Regions from separate parts of the Macaca mulatta genome. Here region 1 is linked to region 2. The links are chromatin contacts, called in public Hi-C maps. All regions are on one chromosome and are shown on one strand. The core of a region is the stretch at or near the end of the contact, and the rest is flanking DNA. Distances in the headings are between cores, read along the strand shown.

Region 1 (4,752 bases), core at 89-2,588, 130 kb after region 2:
CTAGCATGGATCCCATAATTTATGAGTTCAGTCACTCTCTTACCAATACCTTTAACATTCTTAGTCCTTTGTTCTTCTTCCTCATGTACCCTATAAATCCCTAATATCCGTCTTTTCCAGTCCAAAACCCAAGCTTCTGGGTGTTGCTGGAGACAGACCCCAGTTGGGGCTATTCCCAGTTTCAGCTTATGATATGATCTCCAGTTTCAGCTTTCTACTCTACTTCACATACTGCTTTTGAGTTTCTTTCTTTCTTTTTTTTTTAGATGGAGTCTCGCTCTGTTGCCCAGGCTGGAGTGCAGTGGCCCAATCTCGGCTCACTGCAAGCTCCGCCTCCCAGGTTCACCCCATTCTCCTTCCTCAGCCTCCTGAGTAGCTGGGACCACAGGCGCCCGCCACCACGCCCGGCTAATTTTTTGCATTTTTAGTAGAGACGGGGTTTCACCGTGTTAGCCAGGATGGTCTCGATATCCTGACCTTGTGATCCACCCGCCTCGGTCTCCCAAAGTGCTGGGATTACAGGCGTGAGCAACCGCGCCCAGCCTGATTTTTCTATCTGTGTCCTTCTCTAAAAGTTATAAACATGCACAAAATCTTTCCATCTCAAAATATAATACTCTTTACCTGGTGTCCCCTTCAGGCCATCTTCTTTATTTTGTTTTCACTTTTGCGACAGTGTCTTGCTCTGATGCCCAAGCTGGGTGCGTAGCGCGATCATGGCTCACTGCAGCCTCGAACTCCTGGGCTCAAGCGATCCTCCTGCTTGGAGGATCAGATTTCTTATCCTTGCATAAGTGATTATATGGCTTCTTCCTCATCTCCTAAACACCAGTCATCTGACATACACTGCAGATCTAAAATGGGTCTACGCGTTCTGCTCTTCCTTGCCCACCTGTTGAGCTTGCGCCGCTTCTGTGAGCCTCCGCCCACCCACAAGTGATCGTTCTTCCTTTGCGCTTCACTAACCCGACATAAATGTTTATCATATAAAGTTTTCCGTTGCACTCTTGTGTTTATGTCTCCTGGCTTCTTCACCAAGCTGTGTGACAGCTAGGCCCTGTCGCCTCCTTCCTCGTATCTGCAGCGCCTATCGCAGTCGCTTAATCTTTGTTGAAGGAAGCTGCGGTTCACCCGAGTGCCGCGGGACGGACGCCGCTCATTCGGCCCTACAGGGGGTGCTGTGGCAGCCGGCATTGGTTGCCCTGCCCTCCACTTCTCTCGCTCAGCTCCCGAGCCACACGCCCTGGGCTCCGCCCACTCCCTGACAACATCCCTTCTGCCCATTGGGCGAACATGGACGGGGCTGTCCAATGGAGCGAGGCGTTGGTGCGAGGAGCCGCCGCCATCTTGGGGCTGCTGGGACTCGCGTCGGTTGGCGACTCCCGGACGTAGGTAGTTTGTTGGGCCGGGTTCTGAGGCGTTGGTTCTCTTTACTTTTCCACTTCAGGCCACGATGCCGCAGTACCAGACCTGGGAGGAGTTCAGCCGCGCTGCCGAAAAACTTTACCTCGCTGATCCTATGAAGGTAAATCGCTGGCGGGGCCGCTGCTTTGGGCCCCAGCCCAGGATATCTTCCCGCCATCCACTCGGCCGCTGGAGCTTCCCCAGCGCTCCCAGGAGGTGCTGGGAATGAACACAAATGGACTCTGCCAAGTTAATGTTCCGCTGTCTCGTCCCCTTCGTCCCTGATTAAAGCGGCCCAGTGAGGCCCTGAAACGGGCAACAGCCAGGTTCATCTCAGCCCTAAACATCTCTACAGTCGATCTTCCCCCGCCCCAGTCCCTCAACTTCCCTTAAGGCTTCGGTTGTTTTATGAGTCCCTGAAGCCAGGGCTCCTCCCCCTGCAGTTTCCTGTCCTTTGTCTTGGTTCACTTTTCCTGTACCGCCTAGGCGGTAAGGGTACCTTATGTATATGAAACTGATGATGTTTTTCTACTGCCGCTCAGACAGTCTTGAAAGCATCATTCTTGATTCCAATTTGAAAGCATCTGTACCCCTTCAGAATATTGGTTCTTAGTATTTTGGGAGTCACAGGCTTTGAGAACATAAGAATAATATTAGCACCTTTCCTCAGAAAAATGTACGTATACGTAAATGTTTGCAAACAATTTTAGGGGATTCATGGACCTCTGAAATACATTCTTAGCCCCTGCAAAAATTATAATGGAGGTGGATGTCGGAAGTTAGCTCGTTATTAAAAAGCAAAGGAGTCCAAGTGATGGGAGTTTAGCATTCGCATCTTTCCTTTCGTCTCTTGAGGTTTTGCTTATTTTATTGTCATGTCTGAAGAATTATATGAAGTATATTCGTGTTAATTAAAAGTTCTCCTTTTTAGAACTCAGCATATTGAAGGGATTTTATACTGGAAATCTCAGACCTGGTTATGTATGATGCTGCTTTTGTTTTCTGTCTGTTGTAACTCAATCATCTCTTTTGTGCTTCATTCATTCCCCACTCTCGTGTTACTGAACCCCAAGTTAAATTAGGTTCTGTGGGAGACACAAAGGTGAATGAGATGCCGTTGAACCCTTAAGGAGCTGGTGTTATTGGAGGGTATTAAAGATACAGTGTATTGTGACTATATCCCTCAGAGAAGAAAGAAAATGAAAAGGGGATGGATAATCTCAGAAAACTGGGGCTCAGGAATTTTTTTTTTTTTTTTTTCTTTTGAGACGGCATCTCGCACTGTCGCCCGGGCTGGAGTGTAATGGCTCAATCTCAGCTCACTGCAACCTCGGCTTCCTGAGTTCAAACAATTCTCCTGCCTCAGCTTCCCGAGTAGCTGGGTTTACAGGCGCCCGCCACCACACCTGGCTAATTTTTTGTATTTTTAATAGAGGCAGGGTTTCACCATGTTGGCCAGGCTGGTCTGGAACTCCTGACCTGTGATCCGCCCGCCTTGGCCTCCCAAAGTGTTGGAATTACAGGTGTGAGCCACTGTGCCCAGCCCGGGGCTCAGGATTTACTGTGTGAAACTATTGATGATCATTAAGTAATATGAATTATGTTTTAAGTTTATGCAGTGAGCTGGTGACCTGTAACTCCAATGCCACATGTTGTTTATAGTGCATATAAGTTTAAAGTGTGCATCAAGAAATGTTGATAATTATGATTAAAAATAGTATTAGACCCACAGAAAGGCCTAGGTAAGTAACAAGCTGTAAAACATTCTTAGTTCTATTTTTTTACAATAAAATGATACAATAATAAATAATGGAAATACTGTATTTTTTAAATTGAGTAATTTGTTTATAACACTGGTGACTTCTGATTGCTTCATTTGGTTGGCTTCCCTTGTTTGCAGGATCATTTGTTTCTTCATTCAGACAATGGTACTCTGAGACCATACAGGACTTTTATCCAGAAGTACCCACAGTATAAACTAAAAATACTTGAGAAACAGTAAAGAATATGTAAATTCACATCAAGAGTGACTGTACTGTAATAATGTGATGGCAGTGGTAGAGAAAATGAAAATACTTAGAGCATCACTGTGAGCAAAGTATGTCTAGAATAGACAAGAGAGAGAATATTTCATCTCTTACCCAGTCAGAAAATTGCAGTTGGCACAGGCTGGAGTGCAGTGGCACAAATCACAGTTCACTCCAGCATTGAACTGGGCTCGAGTGATCCTCCCACCTCAGCCTCCTGAGTAGTTGAGACTACAGACATGCCACCATGCCTGCCTAATTTTTTTTTTTTTTTTGAAGACGGGGGTCTTGCTTTGTTGCCCAGGTTGGTCTTAAATCCTTGCCTCGGATGATTCTCCTGCCTCAGCTTCCCAAGTACCTGGGATTACAGACGCAAGCCATGGCGCCTGGCTTGACTGATATGTTGAGAGGGGAGAGGATGAATGTAGATGAAGAGCTTAACAGTTTTTTTATTTATTTGTTTTCCGAGATGGAGTTTTGTTCTTGTTGCCCAGGCTGGAGTGCAGTGGCACAATCTTGGCTCACTGCAACCTCCACCTCCTGGGTTCAATCGATTCTCCTGCCTCAGCCTCCCAAGCATATGGGATTACAGGCTCCTGGCACCATGCCCAGCTAATTTTTTGTATTTTTAGTAGAGACGGAGTTTCATCATGTTGGCCAGGCTGGTCTCAAACTCCTTACCACCTCAGGTGATCCACCCACCTCGACCTCCCAAAGTGCTGGGATTACAGGAGTAAGCCACCGCGCCCAGCCGACTTAACAGGTTTTTTTTTTGAGTGCCTTATAGGTGACAGACATTTTACATGTTTATATGTTACAGGCATTTCATATATATTTATGTGTATTTACATATATTTATACATAATACATGAACAATTACAGCAACGCATCAAAGTACATAAATGAATGATTTTAGATATGTTAAATGATTTGCCTAGTTTCTTAAGAGATTAAGATGAAATTTGGACCCAGATCTTTGAACCCCAAGTCCATTCTGTTTCTGCTAGGGCTAAAGAACAAATTTTGTCAGGTCTCTGGAATCTGTTTTCCAAAATTCTCTGTCTTCTCTCCCCAACACATTTAACCTGTTGATTATACCGAGTATCTTTTTACCACTCTTTCTTGCATTGCTATAATTGAAGATGGCATTACCACTGGATTATGTAATAACCTCTCTGTTGGTCTGTCAGCCTTTTTAGTTCCTTAACACTTCTGCCACAATTGTCTAAAAAACAAAAGTTGAATTCTTCATCTCCTGCTTAAAAACTGGTTATTCTTTGATAACTGGATATAGTCCCAACTCTTAGTCTGACCCATCTCC
Region 2 (4,652 bases), core at 142-2,641:
AGTCTTGCACCAATCCGAAAAGAGAAGGTTATGGACACAAAACAGGCTTAGGAAAGGCTGGAAGAAAAAAATCTCCAATGAATGACACACCACATCATGGTTTATTCTCCTACACAATTTGAGAAACAATAAAGAAAAATATCACACCATATGTTTCAACGTATCAATTAAAAAAATATTTTACGACAGTACATTCAATTCTCTTCTTCGGGGCCGCAAAAATAATTTAGCTCCTGTTTTACTGATTACAGAGCAAAGGGCAAAAGCAGCTGCTGCAATGCAACACAGGCTGCTACAGAGGAAGGGGAGAAAAGGCTTTTCCAAACAAATCCGTTCCCCGCCCCCGCTTACACACCCCTACCAACTTATCCCAGTCTTTTACTGCCCCCACCACGTGAACCTAATCAATTCTTTCCCTTCCCCCACCATCGTGAAATTTCACCTTTTACAGCTCCTTTACCCACCCCTACCAGAGGCACTTTATTACCCGCAGAGATTTCAGACCTTTCAAACTTTTCCTCCTTTTATAATTAAACACGAGAGTTCGGAGGCAAAAGTGCATGAAATTTTTACATATATACGAAAAAATACCTGTTTCCCAGCAACATGCACGCTTCGATTCTCGAACCCCTCCCCATCTCCCGGGTTTCGCTTGCAAAGGCTGGGGGGAGGGAGCCAGGCGCAAATTAAATTTAGGAAGGGAAATCCTGGGTGAAAGAAGAGCATTTGAGGAAAAATGAGAGAACGATGAAAGGAGACCCCCAAACCACAGGGGTTGGGGAGGTTTCCAAGAAAGAAAGAGAAATTGGAAGGGACAAAAGGGGGAGGGGGGAGAAACAGACCGGAGACCTGGGAGACGCGCCGGGCCAGCAGAGGGAAGGCGGGGTCCAAGGAGAACGAGGGTCGCGGCTCCCGCGGCACAATGGCCCGCCCGGCCCCCGCCCCGCGCGCCCCTCACCTCATGGTGCCGGCGGCGTAGAGGCTTCCCCACCAGCTGGGAGACGCGGAAGGCGCCGAGCCGAGGGGGTCTCTCCTCCAGGGGTGGGGAGCAGCTCGGAGACTGGAGACAAGTGTTCGGCTCCTCCTTCGGCGGCCAGGGGGCTACACCATCTCCTCGCACAATGCCGAGGCGCCGGCCCGGAGTGTGGGAGAAGAGGGTGAGAGAAAGGCTGGGGAGGGGGCGGAGAGGACGAGGCGCGGAGCGGGTCCCCAGGCGGCCGCCGCCTCCCACCTCCTCGTGGTCCTGCTCCTCCTCCCGGAGCTTCCTCGGCCGCCCTCGGAGGGGTGCCCGCCGGGGCCGCGCGCCCGGCCGCCGCTCCACAGGCCCGCGCCCGCCGCGCCGCCGCCGAGGCCGTGTGCAACCGGCAGCTGCTGCAGCCGCGGGAGGAGAGTCGGGATCGCCGCGAGGAGCCCGGGAGGAGGCGGGGCGCGCGGCGGAGGAACACGCAGGCGCCGCCCTCCTCGCCTCCTTCCCCCGGGGGCGAGGGGGCGGTGCGGGGGGAGGGGAGGAGAGGGGAGGAAAGGGGAGGCGGGGGGCCGGGCGCGCTCCCCCGCGCCGGCGGCCGGGCCCCCGCCGGACTGCGGAGAGCTGACTGGGCGGGAGCGAGCGCGGCGGCGGCGGCGACGACGAAGAGAGGCTCTTTGTTGCCTCCCTACCCCGCCCCCTGCAACCTCCTGGGATTCGGGCCGGCCCCCCCCCACCCCCACCCAAAACGTCCCGTCCGCTGTCGGCCGGGGTTCCTCGCCGGGGGGTTCCTTGCCCGGAGTTGTCCTTGACTGTCGGCCCCCTCCCCGTCGCCTCCCGCTCCCCAGAGGCTTGGGGAACTCCGGGGCCTCCCCCACGGCCGCGGTGCGGAGACCTAGGCGCCGAGACCTCCTAGGCGCCGGACCCGCAGGCACCGGCGTGGGGAGCTGGGACGCGTGACTGACTGGGTACAGGGCCGGGCCAGGATACTCCGGGTCGGCTCGCGGCCGAGTGCCTCGCGCGGGGCGAGTGCTCAGCCCGCCCTGTTGCGGTCTCAGGACTGGGACGAGGGAATCGGGGGGCATCCCGGTCAGCCCAACCGCCCGACCCCGCCGCGGCCGCGCCCAGCGATTCCTGCGGAGTTGAGGAGGGGCATATAAATGGAAAATATGGTCATCATTGTTCCCTTCGCTCCTTCCCGAGGAATCCCAGCGTGCTGCGCCGATGGAACAAGCTGATGTGCACACTAGGTATAGGGATGACTTCATCCCCAAACGAACGCAGCCGACTCTGGGGGAAACGCAGTCGCCGGAGACGCGCGCGGAACCGTGTGTTGCCGTAAGAGTGGAAGAAGAGAAACGCAGCCAGTGGAACCGCTTTCCAGCGTCATTAGCAGAGGGAATCCCGGGCAGGGGCGGGGAGAAAGAGGAACTAATGATAATTTTAAATCTTCCGTCATTCCCAATGGTCTTGAAGTCACCTCCCTTAAAAAGTAGATATAAAATACTGGCAAGGCAATTTCAAGTCAAGTCGGGGAGGAGGGCATCCAGGAAGCCAGAATTGATAGTTGTTGTTGAGGTTTTTTTGGTTTTTTTTTTTAATCTAAAAACAAATCCAATAATAAAAAATTTAACTGTACGAATTACAGCCCCCTTTTAGTCCCGAAGACAGGGATGTACTTTCTGTATAAAAGATGAGGATGAGAAAGGATTGTTGCTACAGGGATCCTGTTGCTGAAGGATCTCATCCAAAATGGAGGACCTGCCATGACTCCAGGAATCCGTTCAAAAGTTTCGGTGTTTTGTTTTAAGATGCAGGTACCATTCAAAAGATAGTTATAAAGGTTGGGATAATGTACACTTCCAAATGAAAAGACAAGTTATAGTGATCCACGGTCAATGCCTGACTTGCCTGTAATAGAACTGTGTAGCCCATTTTTAACCATAAAAAAGCTTCCTGGTTTCAGTCGGGTGCGGTGGCTCACACCTGTAATCCCAGCACTTTGGGAGGCTGAGGCGGGTGAATCATCTGAAGTCAGGAGTTCCAGACCACCCTGGCCAACATGGCAAGACCCTGTCTCTACTAAAAATACAAAAAAAAAAAAAAAAAGAAATAGCCGAGTGTGGTGGTGCACGCCTGTAATCCCAGCTACTGGGGAGGCTGAGTCAAGAGAATCACTTGAACCCGGGAAAAGGAGGTTGTAGTGAGCTCAGATCATACCACTGCACTGCAGCCTAGGTGACAGAGCAAGACTCCATCTCAAAAATAAAAAATAAAAAAAGCTTCCTGGTTTCAGAGCTAAATACCGAGTTATTTTCTTTTTTTAACTGGCAGCCTTAGACCAACAGCCCTATAGAAGCAGTGACCTAGAGCTATGGCACAGGATCAAGGTGGCCTCAGGTAGCAGAAAGCATGATGCCTCTGCCTTAAACATGGTGTACTTGAAGAACGCTAATTTCCACCCACGTATCTAATTACAGCTTACCATTACAGAGGACATTTTATTCAAGGATCTCCAAGCACTGGAGAGAAAACAAACTTGCCAGTCAAATGTCCTAGTTGCCATATTGCAGGTAGAGACAGGGAAACAGAGCTCAAGTAACTGAATCAATCAGTGCAACAGGCATGATTAAAAATCATAGCTACCAACTATGAGGGTCATTGTCTTACAAAAGTTTCTCCCTGTAGTTTGAAACACATACCTCAAGTATTTGAACATGTGCTGTAGAGACTTTTTTCTTAGAAAAATTAAGATATATTGAACCATCTTGGAAAAGTATTAATAAAACATAATTGACCAAAAAGAAGTCACACCAATTTGCCTTAGTCCATTCATAGCAATACAGTAAATCCAACAGAGCTTATGTTTCAGGGAAAACTTACAAAGGGCCAAAAGGGGTGGAGAGAGTGCTGTAATGACTCAAGCTATCTCCTGCCAGACACAAGAAACAAGGATAAAAATTCCTTACAGATGACTCCATAACCTACTTCTCATTTGTGAAAGTTAATCCATCCTGCGCTAAATAAGTGATATATCACATCATCTTTATTCTAACAGCAAATGTTCCAATGGTATGGGCACCAAATTAAGCAATCCAAGTGGAAAATGCTGTTCTTATTTTCTATGTTTATTAAAAATGTACCAGCCAAGAATTTTGGCTGCCTACAACCATTTCCATCCTTTTGGATGGCAGCCTGCCAGTTCACAAATTGGTCATAGCATTGCCTTTTGGATTTAGATATTGCAATGGGTGGCCTGACCTCCAAAGGTCATTCTGTGGAAGGGCAATTTGTTGGCTGTGACAAAATGTTATTGCTTCTTGTTCATATTTGGTTTAACATTCAAAGAGGGCAAAAGGGATACTTGAGGTAGGAAGTCACAGACTAATTCTGGTCACAAAGGAAATGCTGTGGAATGTGTTACCATATAGAATAAAAGAATTTTAGAGATGGAAGGAATCTTCAGTCCAGCCCACTCATTTTTCAGAAAAGAAATGTGAGATCCAGAGAGGTTAAGTAACTTGCCCACAACTTAAATTCAGAATTTCCAATTCTTGGTCCATTGTTCCTTCTACTGTATCAAACTACCTTCCTATGGGATGAGAGTGCATTAAGGCAATAAAAATTAAAGCTAATTCTCTTCTCATAAACTCTGGTTAAAAATTAGGTCTGGGCCTGGCATGATGGC

Evidence for each region. Hi-C and Micro-C count contacts between places; a contact is called where the count stands out from the background.
Region 1: a contact with region 2 is called in a Hi-C map of fetal cortex germinal zone, with 2.4 times the contacts expected there. The contact joins the promoter of SRP9 here to the promoter of ENAH in region 2. A contact is called at or near these places in 2 of 14 Hi-C or Micro-C datasets (fetal cortex germinal zone and fetal cortical plate).

What each region holds. Positions count from the first base shown.
Region 1 is chr1:83,510,230-83,514,981 of T2T-MMU8v2.0, forward strand. It overlaps SRP9 (signal recognition particle 9), which reads left to right and starts at 1,339. Exons shown (of 3, transcript XM_015115259.2): 1 at 1,339-1,525. The coding sequence starts at 1,454. It overlaps LOC106993394 (a long non-coding RNA gene), which reads right to left and starts at 1,794. Exons shown (of 4, transcript XR_001439623.3): 1 at 625-1,794.
Region 2 is chr1:83,383,668-83,388,319 of T2T-MMU8v2.0, forward strand. It overlaps ENAH (ENAH actin regulator), which reads right to left and starts at 1,392. Exons shown (of 13, transcript XM_077938675.1): 1 at 959-1,392. The coding sequence starts at 963.